Linked DNA regions of Mus musculus: all the other regions are linked to region 3. Evidence: chromatin contacts called from public promoter capture Hi-C data. All regions are on one chromosome and are shown on one strand. The core of a region is the stretch at or near the end of the contact, and the rest is flanking DNA. Distances in the headings are between cores, read along the strand shown. Region 1 holds the start of 1700025J12Rik (RIKEN cDNA 1700025J12 gene). Region 2 overlaps Usp31 (ubiquitin specific peptidase 31). Region 3 holds the start of Cog7 (component of oligomeric golgi complex 7).

Evidence for each region. Promoter capture Hi-C pulls out the DNA fragments that hold promoters and counts their contacts.
Region 1: a contact with region 3 is called in a promoter capture Hi-C map of hippocampal neurons, with 2.5 times the contacts expected there. The contact joins the promoter of 1700025J12Rik here to the promoter of Cog7 in region 3. A contact is called at or near these places in 1 of 39 promoter capture datasets (hippocampal neurons) and 1 of 9 other capture datasets (adipose tissue).
Region 2: a promoter capture Hi-C map of the 3T3-L1 cell line shows a contact between it and region 3, with 2.1 times the contacts expected there. The contact joins the enhancer-like site here to the promoter of Cog7 in region 3. A contact is called at or near these places in 11 of 39 promoter capture datasets (the 3T3-L1 cell line, 3T3-L1-derived adipocytes, HPC-7-derived erythroid cells and 6 more), 2 of 484 Hi-C or Micro-C datasets (embryonic fibroblasts and stem cell-derived primordial germ cell-like cells), 1 of 115 datasets of contacts at active chromatin or transcription factors (large pre-B cells) and 1 of 9 other capture datasets (adipose tissue).

What each region holds. Positions count from the first base shown.
Region 1 is chr7:121,587,941-121,591,235 of GRCm38.p6, forward strand. It overlaps 1700025J12Rik (RIKEN cDNA 1700025J12 gene), which reads left to right and starts at 1,963. Exons shown (of 2, transcript NR_131051.1): 1 at 1,963-2,430. 4933432K03Rik (RIKEN cDNA 4933432K03 gene) reads right to left here and starts at 1,896. Exons shown (of 3, transcript NR_102286.1): 1 at 1,814-1,896; 2 at 1,271-1,514.
Region 2 is chr7:121,640,166-121,643,239 of GRCm38.p6, forward strand. It overlaps Usp31 (ubiquitin specific peptidase 31), which reads right to left. Exons shown (of 16, transcript NM_001033173.2): 16 at 1,856-3,074. Among named protein-coding and RNA genes, the nearest start is that of 1700025J12Rik, 52 kb to the left of the region's middle. Within about 2 kb of position 1,611, at least 49 of the 459 cell types and tissues checked have an H3K27ac peak or open chromatin away from gene starts, as enhancers often do. A contact at or near this core is called in adipose tissue and stem cell-derived primordial germ cell-like cells, where this site is marked.
Region 3 is chr7:121,979,928-121,983,012 of GRCm38.p6, forward strand. It overlaps Cog7 (component of oligomeric golgi complex 7), which reads right to left and starts at 1,766. Exons shown (of 17, transcript NM_001033318.3): 1 at 1,490-1,766. The coding sequence starts at 1,658.

The DNA.
Region 1 (3,295 bases), core at 713-3,212, 390 kb before region 3:
TAGCCCTGACCTCTCAAAGCACCAGGTCTAAACACGATGAACCCAGACACTGGAGAATACCCAACCTGTGGACTTTTGAGAAACACATCAAACCACAACATGATGGATTGCCAGTTTGGACAAAAAGGACCCAACCACCAAGGGACACTCTGTATCCTTCTGAAACATGAAATGTACCAAAAATGATACTGAGAAATGGATCACTAATAAATATACTCGCTGCATAAGGGCCTAGGCAGTCTGCCTGCTCTCTGTCTATGAGTTGAGGCAGAAAGACAGAGAGACAAGGCAGGATCTTGAGATGGGACTGCCCACCATTTCTGTTGCTACACCTGACAAGGGCCAGCGTGAAGCCCCAAGCGTGACAGGGAGAATCACGCAGGAACCAAGATGATTAGAAATAGGAAGTGCCTCTCACCTTCACACCTCCTCAGTCTATGGGCCGAGCCTGAGATAAATCATCTTTTCTCTAATCCTGGAAATGAATCCTTAAGATGATTTCATCAGGACCAATGAGGTGGCTCAGACGGTGAGGGTGCTTGCCACTAAGCCTGACAACCTGAGTTTACATGGAGGAGAGAACCACCTCCCACAAATTGTCATGGTCTATGCACACATGCACACATCCCTACATAGACAAATAAATGTAGGGGAAATGACCTCTTGCTCTCATGCAACTCACTCACATAAACAGCTGGGGGGGGTCATAGACCCTGTGTCTAATCTTAACTGAACACTCACTACCCACCCCCAAAGTTAGTCACTAGCGTGTCTTGTGGAGACAAAGCAAATTAAGCAAAATTAACAATATAGAGTCTTGATAAATATTAACTAGAATTTTTTTCACTCACATGTTTATGATTACTGCTGGCTACCACAAAGCAAGGAGTGAGTAACAAAAAAAGCTACTGTTGGGGGCTGCAGATATAGCTCAGTAGTAGAACATGTGCTTAGCAGGTACAAAGCCTGGGGTTCAATTCATGACGCACACATAGAAAAAGAGAGCTAACATTATATTGGACTTGGAGACCCAAGATTTCATTTATCAAATGATGGAGCCAAATGTAGGCAAACAGATTCCCAGCTGGTAGTCTAAGCTATCATGGCCACACACCTCTAGGGATGTTTGCTAGTGGTTTTTATCTTATTGTAACAGAATTATGGTTATAACCACAATGTCAAGCACCAGGAAAGAATGCTGGAGAATGACAGGGTCCCTGCAGGCATCCACAGCTAGAAATGCCCTATGGGGCAACCCTTTAGCCCTTACCTCAAGCCCAACGGGACGGTGAGCATCGAAGATACCACAGCCAAGTGCTCCCAACAGATGGGAAATGGTGAGTGGCAGGGATGAGGCTAGGCCTCTGCAAACACTGAATAATGGTGCCGGAGTTTGAGAGCCTTGGAATGAGCTATTTCAGCTTGGTTAGCTTTTTAGGCCATTGCAAAGAAATTGGATGTGGAGGGGGCAGGTGCAGGGAGCAGCCGCTGGGCCTGGAACTCTGCCATACCACCTGCAACGGGAGAGAGCCGAGGCGGAAGCTCATTAGCCGTCCCCGGATCATTACCTCCTGCTCCCCAGGGGCACAATCACTGAGTGTGGACTTTCAGTTCTAGAGGTCTCTCTTCAAGGGTCCCTGTGGGCCGGAAGCAGGGCTCTCTTCCCCAGAAGGGGTGGTGCAAGCCAATCTTCCAGACACAGCCATCGGTAATTACTGTTTGGCAGAATATCAAAGCCTGCTGTTTATTGAAAGTATTGCCTGCCCGGCTGGGAGAAACTGAGGCTGGGGCTCAGAGAGGTAAATTAACTTACCTAGGGCATACAGTTTGAAAGAGGCAAAGGCGGAGATTTAAGAAATGTTTCTGGCTGGCTCCCTGTCTATCGTCTCAACTGTTAAACTGATTGGAGTCTTGCAGTCTAGATTCCAATAGTTCCTATAGCCAATGAGGGCATCAGAGAGTGGGCAGATCGGCCCTCCATCATGCGCAGAGGCAGGAAGGGGAGTGGCCGAGGAAGGCTGGTCAGGGCGTGGATCTTGATTCCAGGAGGCATCAATGTTCCTTGTTTAGTAAATAAGTCGGTTCATCTTTATTCACGGAGTGTCTCCGTTTGCCTGGCCCTGGAGATGGAAAGCTGAATGAGGACAGCTGAGTTCCAGCTCCTGTGGAGAAGGCAGGAGACAGACAGAGTTAACTTGTGTGCCAGTAACCTCAGAGGGTGCTGGGAAGGAAACAGACAAGCAAGATGATGGACCCGGGTCATTCCTGAGGATAGGTGACAATTGTCTGGAGGTTGTATGGTGAGCAGTTACCCCAGGAAAAGACCCAGGGACCTGGACATCAACACAGGAACCAGCTAGAGCCCCAGAGTAAGAACAAACTGAAGACTTTGAGATCTGACGGAAGCCAGGGAGCGTGGACTTTAATAAGGTGGGGAAGTTGGATGAGAACACAACGCAGGCAGGAAGCCCCTTTCCTTCCCACGCCAAGGCCAGATGCTCCTCTGTCCCCTCTGTCCCCAACCCCAACCCAAGGGGTTGAACCCAGAGCTCTGTAAGGCAAGCACTCTACCACTGAGCTACATCCCAGTCCTGTTTCTGAGGTTTTTATTTTGAGTCGGAGTCTCTGGGTTTCCTGGGCTTTGAACTCACTGTAGAGCAGGACGTACTCGAACTTCTTGCCTCTGCCTCCAGAGTGGCTGGGGTTGCAGGCCTGAGCCAGGAGGTCTGGCAGCACTTCCCGGTTTCTTTATCAGGTTTGCTGAGCAGTCTCTGAGCTTCAGGTGCTTGTACAGGCCTGGGCACACAACTGTTGCATAACTGATGTTCACTGAACAATCTTTTATGTGCCCAACCCAAGGGCAATGTAGCAACTGCTAACAGAGTTTGAGTGCCAGCCCCTCTGACCATCCTGCAGTCAAAAGGTTTCACTTAGCTTCTAGTGAGATTAGAGCCATGGTTTAGCTGGTATTTTTTTTTTCTGGATAGGGTGCTTGTTGGAGTCTTCTACCTGCCTACAGCTCCAGAAATCAGCACAATTATGGACCCTCACCTGTCTAGACTCTTCTCCCGGAGCCTCTAAATCTCCTAACTCTTGTGCTCCAGCAACTTCTATTCCCTCCTGCTTTACTTTTCTGCAGTGTTCATTCCATCACACTGCTCCATAATGTTTACACATTGCCTTCCTTGCTCTCTACCCTCCTACTAACTCTGCATCACAAGGAAGGACACAGGCCCACAGGCAATGATATTTGTTGCAGAAACTAATGATCAAATGAAGGAATGAAGGAATGAAT
Region 2 (3,074 bases), core at 361-2,860, 340 kb before region 3:
AAAATAGGGGAGCTGGAGAATTGACTCAAAGGTTAAGAGCATTTGTTGCTCTTGCAGAGGACCGGGTTCAATTCCCAGGCCCCACAGGGTGGCTCACAACCACCTGCAACTCCAGTTCTAGGGGGATCTTCATATCTCAATGGGCACCAGGCATATATATGAAGCACTAACATATGTGTAGGCCAAGCACTTATACACATACATACATACATACATACATACATACATACATACATAAAAAACAAATTGAGAAAAGAATGGAGCTGTTTAAACCAAAAGAGCATGTCAAATTAATGACATAGCCCTGGAAACTATAAAGAATGGGGTGATGCTCATTGGGCCAAATATGTAAAATCTGTCTCCAAGAGAGGAGATCCCTTGTTCTTCCTGTGTAGTGAATGCTGACAGGGAGAGAGAAATGTGGTGAGCCACAATGTAGTTAAGACAGAATCTCAGAGGGCTCCACAGGAGAAAGACCCTATCCACCAGATCAGGAAAAGTCTGGGGCAACCCACACGGAGGAGATGCCAAGAAAAGGGGCGAGCCACTGGCAACACCAAACATCTGCTCAAGTCTGGAGCCCACCTGGGAAGGGCCCTGACTTGGGGTGAAAGGTTTTCAACCTTTTTCTATGGGCGTAGACTTCAACTCTCTCATGGGGGCTTTAACTCAAAGGACAAGTAAGTAGACCTGGCCAAGGAGCTCTGCCATGCCTTTTCTTTCTTCAGGAAGACTTAAGAGGCTAAAACATGTTGTGGAAACAGTAAGCATTCAAGTATTTGAAAATAATCCTCCAAATACAGTGGAGCCAGAGTGGTCCTTAAATATCTATGCAAATACTAGATCTATATATTGTACATGAACATTTATACCCATGGTGAAACCTCTTTAGTAAACAGTGTGCTGTGGTTAAGCTAAAGGAGAAATTTTACCACTCCAAACTAGAGGGAGAGCCGAGTGCTATTTTGGATGACGGAGCATGTGGTCTACCCCAACCCAGCCATGATGTTGTGCTTTGGAATGGAAAGGTACCTGCTCCATGGTGCTCTCCGAGAGTGATGGCTGGCTGGAGTATTTACCAGACGAGGAATCAATTCACCTCAGGCATTTCTACCCTCAGATGAGAAGTTTAAAATCGGTAAACTGGACTTACAATACAATGCTGAGCTCTATTGCCCCCAAGTGGTCATAAGTGATATGACAGTCCCACTAGAGCATTCCGTTGGCCAGATAGCTAGGGGAAAACCAAAACCAAAACCAAACAAAAACACCTCAGAAGTCAGTTACTGGAGTGCTGGAGAGATGGTTCGGTGGTTAGGAGCAGTGGCTACTCTTTTAGAGCCTCGGTCCAGCTCCCACATAGTGGAGCACAGCTACTTCTAGCCTCCCCCAGGCCCTACGCACCAGCACACGAGTGGTGCACTTACATACATGCAAGCAAAACATTCATACACATAAAAATAATAAAGCAGGTAATGTGTATACGGGGTGAGAGAAGGCTGAGGAAAGAATATTTTTATGTTGCAGCTTCCTCTTACAACCAAAGAAGAACAATGAGAATCCGCTGGAAATGGGGCAGAATGTGAGCTCTTTCAAGGCCAGCTCTGTAGCCCAGGACAAATAGTCTCTTATCTCATATAACTGCTGACTGGGAGCACTGAACAAGTATGGATGTGATCTTTTTACACAGTAATTGCATGGGGAGTTGGCCAAACTGCATGGCAGTATCCTGTAACTTGATGTTTTACCTGAAACACTGCAGTTTTAAAGCCTTTTGTTAGAGAAACCTATGCAGTACAAACACTATTCAACATTTTAAAAACTGGTTTGGCAAGGGAGAGAAAAGACAAATATGTCTTGAAGAAGGCATCATGTAATAAATTTATTATGTTTTGTTACATTTTCCAGTTTTCTCTTAATTCCAACTATATACTATACAACCAACTGCTGTCTCAGAAATAAAACGTTTTCAACATAAAAATATAAATTCTGCTTCTTAAAAGTGCGTACACCTTGAATAATAAAATATACAAATAAATAACAGAAGGCAGTGCCACACCTCATGCACTTGGCCTAACATAATTTAAAATGTAGGATACACTTTCTTCCAGCCTGCAGGAAGGATACTCTGCCGTCCTTTTACTGCAAAATTAAACTTATACAGAGCTCACTAATGGTGGCTCGTGAATGACACCAAAGCATTTTGTGTACAGTGACATGACATGCAGCTTTTAAGACAACTGGAGAAATAGACGCCGGTGCAAAATCACAAGAGAATCAAAACAAAAACAAAACAAAACAAAAACAAAAAAACACATTTTGGTAATGGGCCTGAACTCAATTTTAACCAGTGGTGAGAGGCACAGTTGGTGAGCAAAGCTACACAACACAAATGCCTACAGGAAAACCCAACAGAGCCGCAAGCGCAGAAACACGGCCCCCAGTCTGGAATAGCACCTAGCAAAGTCCCCGCTGCAGAGTTCATAGCAGCAGAGAGCTCGGCTCTGGGAGGCTGTGCCAAAGCTGTCCCAGCTCTGATGTTTTCCTGATAGCCTTAAAATACGGACCATGTCAGATAAACTTTTTGTAGGCAGTCTGATGCTCAATGGGATGAGGACACACAGCACAGTGGATTATTCTGAAGATGGTATAGTGTGCCTGGCTCACCACAGACTAAAACCAAATTTCATGTGCCTCTGTAGGTAACATTTCTGGTTAAGTATTACATGATCTTTTTAATTACATAAAAAAACAACAACAAAAAAGGCTCCAAAATAATTTGAATAAAATGTTTCACATTTGTTTCAAACTAAAAAGGATTCCAGAAACTACACAGAAAAGACCTAGAGGGAGTGAACCTGAGCAGGAGGCCCAGTGCTGCCTGTGGGTTACACCGGTGCTGCCAGAGCAGGGCAGGGTTTGCAAGGCTAGGCAGGAAACTTTCCACTGTCTTCTACCATATTTTTTAACCTGGACATTTTTCCCTCTCCTGCATGGGTCGGTGTCAGCCCCAGAGTAGAATCTGGAGAGAGGCTGTGTGAATTAATTCAGACCCCTCAGGGCACTCTGCCTGC
Region 3 (3,085 bases), core at 516-3,015:
TGAGGATATATGTATAAAAAATGGACCTGGCTGCTAAACTTGAAGCCCACTGCAACAGACTAGAGGCATGAACACCACGGTCTCCAGTTTCCTGCTAGCCCTGTGTTCTTAGGCCTGAGCATGTTTTAGCATCGGCTAGCCTCTTATCTGGTAAGTGTGGGACAGGGCCCATGGCTGCATCCTTAACACCTCAGAACACGAGGATGTGGGTCCCAGGAGCCACTAAGAAGCACTAGCCTGCTTTTTCGCTGCTCCCACACACATGCAGATGTGGGGAAAATATGCCTGGAAACCAAGCTGCAGCACCATAACCCAGGCTATCTATGTGGTACTGTGTCCTCAACACAGTGAAGCAGCAAGGAGGAGCACTGATTCAGCAACATATATTCTCTCTTTCTCTCTCATTCTCTCTCTCTCTCTCTCCCCCCCCTCTCTCTCGTCTTCTCTCTCTCATTCTCTCTTTCTTCCTCTCTCTCGCTCTCTCTCTCTCTCACACACACACAGTTAAAGTCTTCATTCAGGATGGCCCATCTTCCTTAGCTTACAAAGATATATTAATGGATTTGTGTCATTCTCATATACTGCTAAATACTAGGACCAGTTAACTATTAAATGCTCTCAAAAGTGACTCTTTATGCCAGGCATGACAGAACATGTCTATAATCCCAGAATTTCAGAATCAAAGGCATGAAGATCAAGAGTTCAAGGTCACCCTCCATCATAGAGCAAATTCAAGGCCAGTATGGGTTACATGAGAGTCTATCTACCCCACCACCTCCAAAAGGCCTTCTTTCAAGATTTATTTTTTAATTACATTCACCCATGTTTGTCTGTGTGTCAGTATGTGCATGTGAGTGTTTATGCCCAAGGAGGCCACTGAATCCCATGGAACTGGAGTTACAGGTAGTTGTGTGCCAACTGATGTGGGTGCTGAGAATTAAGTTTAGGTTCTCTACAAGAGTAGTAACCACTGAGCAATTACTCCAAACCCAAAGAGCTTTTTTTGGGGGGGGGGGGCACATATCTGTAATGCCAGAATTAGGGAAGCTGGGGCAGAAGGCGAGTTTGAGGCGAACCTAGGCGACAGAGTGAGACTGTAAATAAGAAGGGGGAAGGAGAAGGAAGAGTAAAAGAGCGTGCGAGAGCCGGCGAGAGCGATCCTATAGCCTAGGCCGGCCTCGAACTCACTTTGCAACTGAAGCTGGCTTTGAATTCCTGACCGTCCAGCACCACCTCCCCAGTGCGGAAATTAACGGCGGTCGCCACCACTCCCAGATTGTTATTATTATTATTATTGGGGTTTTTTTTTTGTTTTTAGTTTTTAGTTTTTAAAGGAAATGTTATGGCATCGTCGGACGTGAACACCAAAGCCTAGACCTAACTCAGACTACTGCAGGGCTCGCTTTCCCACCAAAGGAGAGGCTTGGCCCCTGGGCCCGGTCCTGCAGTCGGGTGCCGGGGCGGGCGGGTGGGCGTCTGCGTGGCTCACCCTCCACGGCGTGGTTCACCTCCTGGATGAACAGCTGCAGCTTCATTACCAGGGTGGCTGCGTGACCGTCCGCCTTCCCCGCCGCCCCGTCTTTGGGGCCGGCTCTGAAGGCCGCATTAATCCAGTCCTTCACGTCGAAGTCGTCAGCCAGGAACTTGGAGAAGTCCATGGCGCGCGGTCTCCGGGTTGGCGCCGAGCGACACCGCCTTCGGGACACCCGTCGAAACCCACCAAGCTTTACTTGCCGCCCCGTCAGCGCACTCGCGCCGAGGCCGAATGTCCCTCGTCGCGCGCCGTACTTCTTCCGGAAGTCGGTGCCTATTACCATAGCAACTGTTCCTGTTAGAGCAGCGAGCTTCGCGCAGTCCGGACAGGTACGACAGTTCGTTTTCTGCTCTTATTTGTCGAGCAGTAAACTAAGTAAACGCGTGTTTCCTCAAGACTAGAAGATTGACGTCTGAGAAGGGAGCAGCTGAGAAATATAAACTCTGTATGTAGGAGTAATGTTGCTAGTTTTCCGTCCTCACTAAATGCATACAGCAGTTTGGGTTTTTTGGTTTTTTGGTTTTTTGGTTTGGTTTGGTTTTGCTTTGAGACAGGGTTTCTCTGTGTAGCCCTGGCTGTCCTGGAACTCACGTTGTAGACTAGGCTGGCCTCGAACTCAGAAATTCGCCTGCCTCTGCCTCCCGAGTGCTGGGATTAAAGGTGTGCGCCACCACGCCCGGCAGCAGTTTGGTTTTTTTTTTAATTTTATTTTATTTTATATGGAGTGTTTTGCCTCTGTATGTGTGTGACCCACTTGCCTGTCTGGTGCGGGCAGAGGCCAGATGAGAATGAAAGATCTCCTGGAAGTGGGATGTTACATGTGGTTATCAATGCTGGGAGTGGAACGCAGGTCCTCTGGAAGAGCTGCCAGTACTATTAACCGCTGGACCATCTCTCCTCATAGATTTCTATAGATTTGATAATGGTCTCCCCTAACTCTGGTCTAATTTCAGTAATCTTCAATAATCTTCAAAAATTACTTTTCCTCCAATTCTTCCACTCATTTTCCATCATTTTCTTTACTAGTTAGGTTTTTTCTTTCTTTCTACCTTTCTTCCTTCTTCCTTTCTTTCTCCGATTTTTTTTTTTTTTTTTGCTCTTGTCTAGTATAGCAAAGTAGAGGATGTTGTTGTTGTTGTGAGGATGTTGTTGTTTGTTTGTTGTTTTTAAAGACGGGTTCCGTTCTTCTATCCTAGAACTCAAACCCATGCCTCAAAGATCGAACCTCCCACATGCTGGGATTTCTGGCTTAAGCCACCACTGCATGTTCTAGCGTTGGTTTCTAATTTAATTCCGTGTATCAGGAACACATATTATGACTCTGTTCTAAATGTACAGAGACTTGCTATGGCCTTAATATTTGTCTGTCATGGAGAAGAGTATATGTGCACTTAAAAATATGTACAGTACCCAAAAGGAGGACATGGTGTTGTGGGGAATGGATACAGCTAAAGGTAATAAGCAAAAGAAGCCAGAAGACGAAGTTCACGTTTTCTCTCAGTTCTGGATCCAGATTGTATAAACACCTAAAAGAATATCTAACATGAGAGC